Linked DNA regions of Zea mays: region 1 is linked to region 2. A link is a contact called in public Hi-C data. All regions are on one chromosome and are shown on one strand. Each heading gives the region's core, a stretch centred on a gene start, on an enhancer-like site or on the middle of the called end of the contact. The rest is flanking DNA. Distances are from core to core; before and after follow the strand shown. Region 1 holds the start of LOC100275098. Region 2 holds the start of LOC103644282 (anthranilate synthase alpha subunit 1, chloroplastic).

The links. Hi-C and Micro-C count contacts between places; a contact is called where the count stands out from the background.
Region 1: a contact with region 2 is called in a Hi-C map of ear, with 1.7 times the contacts expected there. The contact joins the promoter of LOC100275098 here to the promoter of LOC103644282 in region 2. A contact is called at or near these places in 2 of 25 Hi-C or Micro-C datasets (ear and leaf).

The regions. Positions count from the first base shown.
Region 1 is chr1:302,196,888-302,200,919 of Zm-B73-REFERENCE-NAM-5.0, forward strand. It overlaps LOC100275098, which reads left to right and starts at 1,796. Exons shown (of 1, transcript NM_001176994.2): 1 at 1,796-2,513. The coding sequence starts at 1,936. The coding sequence ends at 2,283.
Region 2 is chr1:301,965,361-301,969,388 of Zm-B73-REFERENCE-NAM-5.0, forward strand. LOC103644282 (anthranilate synthase alpha subunit 1, chloroplastic) reads right to left here and starts at 2,087. Exons shown (of 11, transcript XM_020547035.3): 1 at 1,591-2,087; 2 at 1,271-1,464; 3 at 990-1,179; 4 at 224-375. The coding sequence starts at 2,065.

The sequences.
Region 1 (4,032 bases), core at 546-3,045, 230 kb after region 2:
CCAGACACGTCCATTTTTTTTTGTGTGTGTATGTGCATGCAAGGCGGCAGTAGCGTGAAGCGAGCACTGCAGTATGCAGCCACCGAGACCGAGTCGATTGCCTCTCATCATTGGCTAATCATTCGTCGAGCATATGTGATGCTGCTGAGACTAGACGCCATGAAACAGATGGGGGTGTTGAATGGTTTTGCACGCGATGCAAGCGCCTAGTTGGCTAGCATAGCCTAGTTGGCTGCCTGACAGCAAGCGGTAGCCAGCTAGCTAGCTAGCTAGGGAGCGAATAATAGTCATAATCTGACTTAGTGAGAGCATATGTAGGACCAAAGCAGGTCTGGTTTTTGACCAAACAAAGAGGTCCTAGGCGACGCGGGTGCTGGCATCTCATTGTCAATTCGTTCCATTTGGTCCCTCGTGTGCATCTGCCTGTCGGGGCATGCGATGCGATGCGACATGCGACAAAAGGGGGTATATGCCCAAAAAGAAAAAGAAAAATTAGAACCATCTCACGATTTTCAGTATTCAACAAACACACGGTTCGTATGTTTATTACGTATTGTCTACACAGAAACTCGCAACGAATTGCGCAGATAATCGGAAACATTCTGCCCAAACATTTAATCGCACCTACCTGTCCGTGCAGTAAGAAAAAAGGAAACAAAATCCACCAGGATTGGCAGGAGGGTGAGGCTGGCTGGCTGGCAGCGGATTTTTGGAGAATCCAGAAAGCGCAGGGCGTGGTGGTGGAGATGATCGTATCACGTGAGGGAGGGGTCAGATCCTGTCCCATCCAACGGTCCTTTCGCCGTCCGTACACCACACCACCACAAGGGATGGGATAGTACTACTATAAACAACGTTAATCATGAACTGCGAAATGCCAATGTTATATTTTGTAGAGTACGTACTGTACGTACGTTCGATGCGAGTAAAAACACAGTTGACTTTTTCAAAGAGATTAAGTACTAACTACGGTACGATGGAGTAACACCCATAGCAATAGCAATACCCCGTCTGCCAGCCATTCATCATGGGTTGGTGGACCCACCCACCCCGGAACGGCGCGTGCTGTTAAACGCTCACACTTCTTGCGTGCAAAAAACAGAGACGGGGGAAGGGGAAAGCGTAGCGGGCCTTCGTCGTGCGTGGACTGACGTCTGCGTCGTGGATTAATTAATTAATAAAAGTGGTATTAAGCTTCCAATAACATTGTCCTACTACATAAAAGTGCTGACCCAGTGACCCTTTCTGTTTTCATTCATACCTTAAAAAAATCAATTAGACATAAACCAACGATAGACTAATGGTAAATATATATATATATATATATATAGTAACTCAAATAGTGTAAGCATGGATGCTTCATTGTTCATATTTAAAGCGCTGATTCACGATCGAGTACGAGTTACTTAAACTAGAAATGAGCTAGCTAGCTAGCTAGTTTGTGTTCTGAACTTGACCGCTAAGCTATAGTGGCCTGCCAGGTTATATAACGGTTTACTCGTTGCGTCAAATAAACGAGAGTGCTAAAATTCCAACCCATCCATCCGCCTAGCCAAAAAAAAAAAAAAAAATCGGGGAGGTCGATTTGTGGAAGCAAAACGTCCAAGAAAGCATAAAGCCGCCCACCCTCCGCTCTCCCACTCCAAACATCTCCCCTGCCCTTCCCCTCGCGCAGCCAAAAAAAAACCAAAACGCCTCCTCCGCTTCGTCTCCTCCCTCCCCCTCGCCGCCGCGACTCCCGCCACCAGCCCACCACACTATTAATTCTGCCCCTCCCCCTTCGTCCTCTTCCACGTCCACAACTCCCATCCCACGTCGCAGAGCCGTTCCTGTCTGCGCCTCCTCCCTAGACACGCGACGCAGAGCATATATATAGCAGCAGGGGCAGGGGCAAGGACGAAGGGACGAAAGAGCCGTCGCCGCCGCCGCGCCGCCATGTCCGTCCGCGTGGCGTCCGTGCCGTACCTGGAGCAGATGGCGCGGTGGGAGCGGCAGGTGGAGCGGCGGCAGCTGTTCCTCCGCAGCTACCACTTCTCGCGCGACGCCGACGCGGCGGCGGCGCTCCCCCCGCGCGCCCGCGCCAGGCGCGTCGTCTGGGCGGGGATGCGCCGCCTGCGCCGCGCAGCCGCCACGGGCCTCCGCCGCCTCCGCGCGCGCCTCCGCCTCTGCTTCGGCTGGGCCGCCCGCCGCCGCTCTTCCTCCCGCTACGGCCGCCTCTCCGGCGCCGGCAGGCCCCGCGCCGCCGCCGCCGCCGGTGCCGCCGAGTCTGCATGCTTCTGGTAGGACTGCACTGCACAAGGTTTCGAAGCGTTCTTTGCTTCGTCTCCCTTGGTTGGCGTGCGTGCGTGCGTGTGTGTGAAAGTGAGAAGGTGAGCTTACTTTAGACATGGATTAGCCGGTGCGTGTGTTGTTTGTTTGTTTGTTTGATAACTTGGACTGCTGCTCCGTGGAGTGGAGTTGAGTGCCTAATTAAATTAGAATGAATGAATCGTCTAGTAGTAATTTTGGTTTTTTGCTCGAACAAAGTGTCTGTCTGTAAGGCTTTCTCCAGCAGGATTCGTAAAGGGGCTCGCATCCTCAATTTACGTATTGTACCGATCCCAGCAGCATGCGTATATGGTATCGCATAATTGGAGGCCTGGCTTCAGCATGCGCAAATCCACACTTCTCTCTCCTCCTCGCATATTCTGGATAACTGCGATATGGCCGGAAACAGCAATACGAGGCCGGATAAGAGAGCTGCTGGAGCACTCCAGTTAAATGCACAGACGCAGCGGCTCACGGACTCCCTAAATACGCATTCGCATCCGAATGTCACCGGAGAAAGCCTAAACCCTCCTCTCTGCCCTTTGTCCTCGCGAATTGCAACTGCGACTGCAAATGGAGGGTTCCCGTGTCAGTGAGGTGTGTTGCGATGCTTGAGCTTGTGATGGGACGGCACGAAACGAAAGCCAATCATGCAGACAGGATGTCCACCTTGCAGTCGCAGTCGCACTCGCAGGGAGACCGAGAGCGCCCAGAAACCAACAAGTCCAAGCTCCCCATCAGGTTCAGGCCCCAGCTTTATTTCAAGCGCGTGTCGCGGTCAAAAGACCAGCGGCCAGCGCGCAGCAGGATTTCCATTCCTTGCGACGCAGCGAGGGCGATGCAGTGCAGCGGCTCTTTTCTTTATTTCTTTTCCCAAGCCAGCATCTCCCTTCCAAGAACCACCCCGCATTATCTGCTGCCGTCAGATCCCCGCATCTGGTCGTCGTCCGGTGCCATCTTAAAACCGCATTTATGGTTTTTTTTTTTTTTTTGCATTGCAGATGTACTCCTGTCCAGCAACACTGGGCAGCCCCACAGCTAGTGGGTCGGCTCAGTCCAAGCCCATCGTCATGCCCTAAAGCACGATGTGTCTTTGTTAGGCTATGCCGGTCTAAGCCCGACCCATATATTCGAACACATAAAATCAAAATGTTACACCCACTTAAAGTCCATAACCTACTAAATTAAAGATATTAAATAATTCTAACATCATCTGACCACATAAACTATAAATAACACAACAATATAAGGTTGATAGGTTACTAAATTAAAGAAATTAAACAACTTAGGTTTAATTATGTCGTGCTGGCCCATCTGTGCAGGCCGTGTCAAAGGTAACAGACCAGAATTTAAGGCTCAACTCAGACCCGCCTTCGAGCCGTGCTATCTCGGTCCGTATTACTTCGTGTCGGGTCGTACTTTAGACTCCTATTTTCGTGCCGTGCTCGTGCTGGCCCAAAAAAAAAAAAAAACTCTGGCCATATTCGCAGCACTACCCACCGCCACCCAGCAGACGAGACGGCCTTGCGTTGGCCGTCACGATCTTCTCCTGCCGTGCTCAGTTTCTCGCTTCTCCCTTCTCTCGTCTGTACGGGACGTGTCGTGCCGTCTGTGTTTGATTTCAAACGGCGACACCACAAAAGCTGGCACAATTCTAGAAGCGCTGAGCTCAGAAGATATAGCTTTGTAGAAAAAGAAGAAGAAGAAAAGGAAGCAATGATGGGA
Region 2 (4,028 bases), core at 837-3,336:
ATTTTTCTGAGACTTAGTCGATTAATCCAAGTAACAATAATTAAAACGGGGGGAGTGTAACATCATTTGATTTATAAGCATGCACTCTTATGGTATCTTGAGTAGCTTCTTAAGGAAGAAAGCAACATCAATAATCTGAGTATGCTAACCATGTATAAATTACAAACTAGAGCATTATCTAATCAACTGAAACATATAAAAGGACGGTGTATATGGTGCATACCTTTTCAACATGATCAAACACAATGACGTCACTATAGAGGCCTAAATGAATGTCAGGAAGGTTCCTATCGTCATGTGGTGCCTTACTGAAAGGAAGCTTCTTTGTTTCAACATAACGCACTGTATCATATGAGAAGAATCCAACCCATCCTCCTACAAAATATCATACAAATATTGTGACTGTAATTGATACATAACAAAGAACTATCCCCATGTCCTCCATAAGGAGCATTCTAGATATCAAAGAGAAATAATATTAGTATATCACCAAACAACATTCTAGCTACTGAAGGAGTCAAAATTTACAAATTTAGATCAACAGTTATTCAAATTACCTACAAGATTAGGATATGAAACTTGTATCAATAGACTTATACCCAAAGTGTCCTCTAATTTTAGATTGATTTATTAGCAAATAACAACATGCAGTGAGAAAAAAATAACGGCCGGAGTCTATTTTGTTAGACTTTTTCCTCATTAAAATACTACTATCATTTTGAGATGGAGGGGGTACCAGCAACATGTGCATGGAGAGAGAACATGACAAGTATGGAATCATGTGCTGCTGTAGAAAGTATAGACCCATACCATGAGTAGAAATGGCATTGTTTCACCCTCACCCCAAGTATGTAAAGCAAGAGGCAGCAGAGGATGTTTTTACCTCAAGCAATTCCACAGATCTATGGCAAGTGACACTATGACAACAATTTAAGATGCTTCGCATTCTAAAACAAGGTACCAGGAAGAGGGCGGGGGCAAAACTGTACCACAAAATGCATCAGGGAGGCTGTCAGCAATCTGCGGGTTCCACTGCTCCATGATTGTCCTGGGGATCCTCATGGGATCAGGCACGAAGTGCTCCCTCCTCGACTTCATCTCATGGTCCATGACCGTCACATGGTTAGCCTTGGCCACGACCTCCATAGAAGGCTGCGCCCCGACCACGCTGTACCTCCCCTGCAAATCACATGCTCGGTGAAATGCCTGGAGCATCAGACCATAGGACGACAGTCAGGCGGGTGTCACGGGTGGCGAATCCACTACTCACCACATTGGTGCCCTCGGACCCCTGCTCGACAGACTCGAAGAGAAAGCTGGGCGCATCGCGTTCGTCCTCCTTAACGAGACAGCGGTACGCTAGCACGGGCGTGAGGTGATCGGAGAAGATGCACCTCGTGAGCGGCAGCAGGTTGCGGCCCTCCGCCGCCGCCGTCCGGAACCTGGACTCCTCCTCCCTCACCGCTGCGCGCGCGCACACGAGAAACGAGACCGTACCTCGACGGCATTAATAGTTAACCAAAACTGCAGCACGCCCGGTCCCAATCCGGCGGAACAGACACGGCCTCGGATCGAGGCACAGGCACTCACCGACGGCGTCGAGCTGGTGGAACGTGGCGGTGGTGGCGCGGCAGGTGACGCCGGCGGCCCCCCGGCGGCGGAGGCTCAGCGGGCGCGAGGACGGCGCGAGGCGCAGCGAGAGCGCGAGGCTGGCGGTGGCCATGGACTGCGGCCTGCGGGCGGGATGACACGAACACGAGTGCGCGGTGAGGAGGGTTGTTGAGGGGGACGAGCGGGAATGGATATAGATAGGGGCGGGGCGGGGCGGGGCGCGAGGGAGGAGCACGCGGGCGGCGGGCGCGGGCGAGTGGAGTGGAGTGGAGTGGAGTCGGGGAGGGCGAGGCGCGACACGTCGCGGCCAGGCCTGGCATTCAGGCGTGGGCCCCCTCGTGCTCCGCCAAAGAATGCTGTGTTGTGCTGCTCTGCCCACGAGGTTTGAAACTGCTCGCATCGCATGCTTGTGCCAAGGTCTACAGCTATATGTTGTCACATCCTTCTCTGCCATATAATGACATCTTTGGCATGACGAGCAGCAAACGGCGTGTGTTTCGCGAGAAAGAAGACGATCGATCACGTGTGCAAGTGCGCCACGCTAGACAACAGAAACGGTTCGGCATGCACACGTGAGCTGGCACGAACGTACTTGGACGGACGACAGGGAAACCGTGCACGTTATCAACGAGTCGAGTGGAGTTGGCCGCGGGATATTCTTGTTTTATTCCTGGGACCACCTAACAGAGGCTCACCACGGCCCCACTGCTTTGTTTTATCCTACTAGGTTGTCCAGGCCGACCACCGGGGGTGCTAGGCTATTCGGAGGATAACTTACACGCTGGGCCCATAGCGCCACGCCCAACGGAAAACGGGCCAGCCCATAGTATCAGCAGCAGTCCAGCAGAATCCAACCAGCGACCCCCTATTATTAGAAGATACAAAAAGAGTATCAGCATTTCAGTACAGCTAAGGATAGAAATGGGCCGACTCTGGCCTGGCTTTGGAGGCGGCGGCGGCCTCATGCTCCCCAAGTCAATTTTGGGGTCCCATTTTACAAAAAAAAAGAGTTTTGGCCTCATGCTTATAATCAGTTTTGGTAAATCATAGTTATCAATCTCGTTCATCAATTAAAATCAGCGACAAAGAGTATATATGTTCTATATGACCATATATACCTTTGTATGCGTGATAGACAATGACCTTTTTTAATAGAATCGATAGAGCCCAGCACACCAGTTTAGTTCATGAATTAAAATTTGATACCAGATGTTAAGAAACCCTATAAAAGGTTACGTCGGCTAGTATCAAACATATGCCTGAGTCACTCTACCTTTCTATATAATAAATTTATGCCCTTATAATGATAACGAGAAGAAAATGAGAAAAAAGAATAAAATATTTCTTGTTTACCGATAAGGGGAAAAAATAGTCTTTGACATGTCTTCATTATTGACGGAACATTCAAAAGCCGGATCGACATCAAGAAATGTTTGGTTCCAGCCAACTAAATTTTAGTTTATCACATCAAACGTATATTCGAATAATAATTACAGATATTAAATGCAGTCTAATTATAAAACTAACTATACAAATAAAAACTAAAAGACAAGCCTAATCAAGCCATTATTTAATATTCATAATTATTTTAAATACTTGATGTGACAGTTCGGAACGAAACATCTCCTTACTGGCTAACAAATAACAACCAACCCACCATAAAAGAGCATCCACGCGTAAAGATGCACGGATCGGGAGCAGCTAGCGCGGGGAAGCTTTGCTTGGCTGCCGCACGCACGAGTTCGCAACCAATCCATCGGGACTCAGAAAATGGGATCTGGGTCGGCATATGCTCCAGCTCTACGACGATCCTTCGTACTAGCAATCGTCGTCGCCGGTAACAAACATCTCCAGACACTAGGGATCTGATCGGAAGGGGGAAACTGTAATAAAAAGGATTTAAAAAAACGCTACTGGACCCCTTACACGACTGTACCGAAGTTATTGGTCGCGTACAAAAATATCCCGACAAGAAAGAGCATCGCAATCAGGCGTCTGCGTGTGCCGATGGGTCTGCAGCAACGATCGGGCCCCGCCTCGTGACTGGCCAATCAGGCATCAATGGTCGATCGTCTAAACTGGGGAATCTCACGCCTTCATTTCAAAGGAAGGCCATATAAAAAGCAATTTTCCTAGTACGCCCATTTCCAAATTGTAACAGGATTTAATTTTAGTTTTTATTACATACTATCTCTGAGAAGAATACATACTTTTAATATCAAATTGATTTATAAAACAATCCCTATGTGCACTATAGATAGACCGTACGTAGCAAATAAAAGCATATCCACGTGAAACACGCCGACCAAAAAATTACGAGGAGAAATTCCTCGCATCATCTCACAGCAAGGATCACTCGAGACTACTTTGTCGTTAAATTCCGTAGATGTCATAGTACAAACCAACTCGGCAATCGG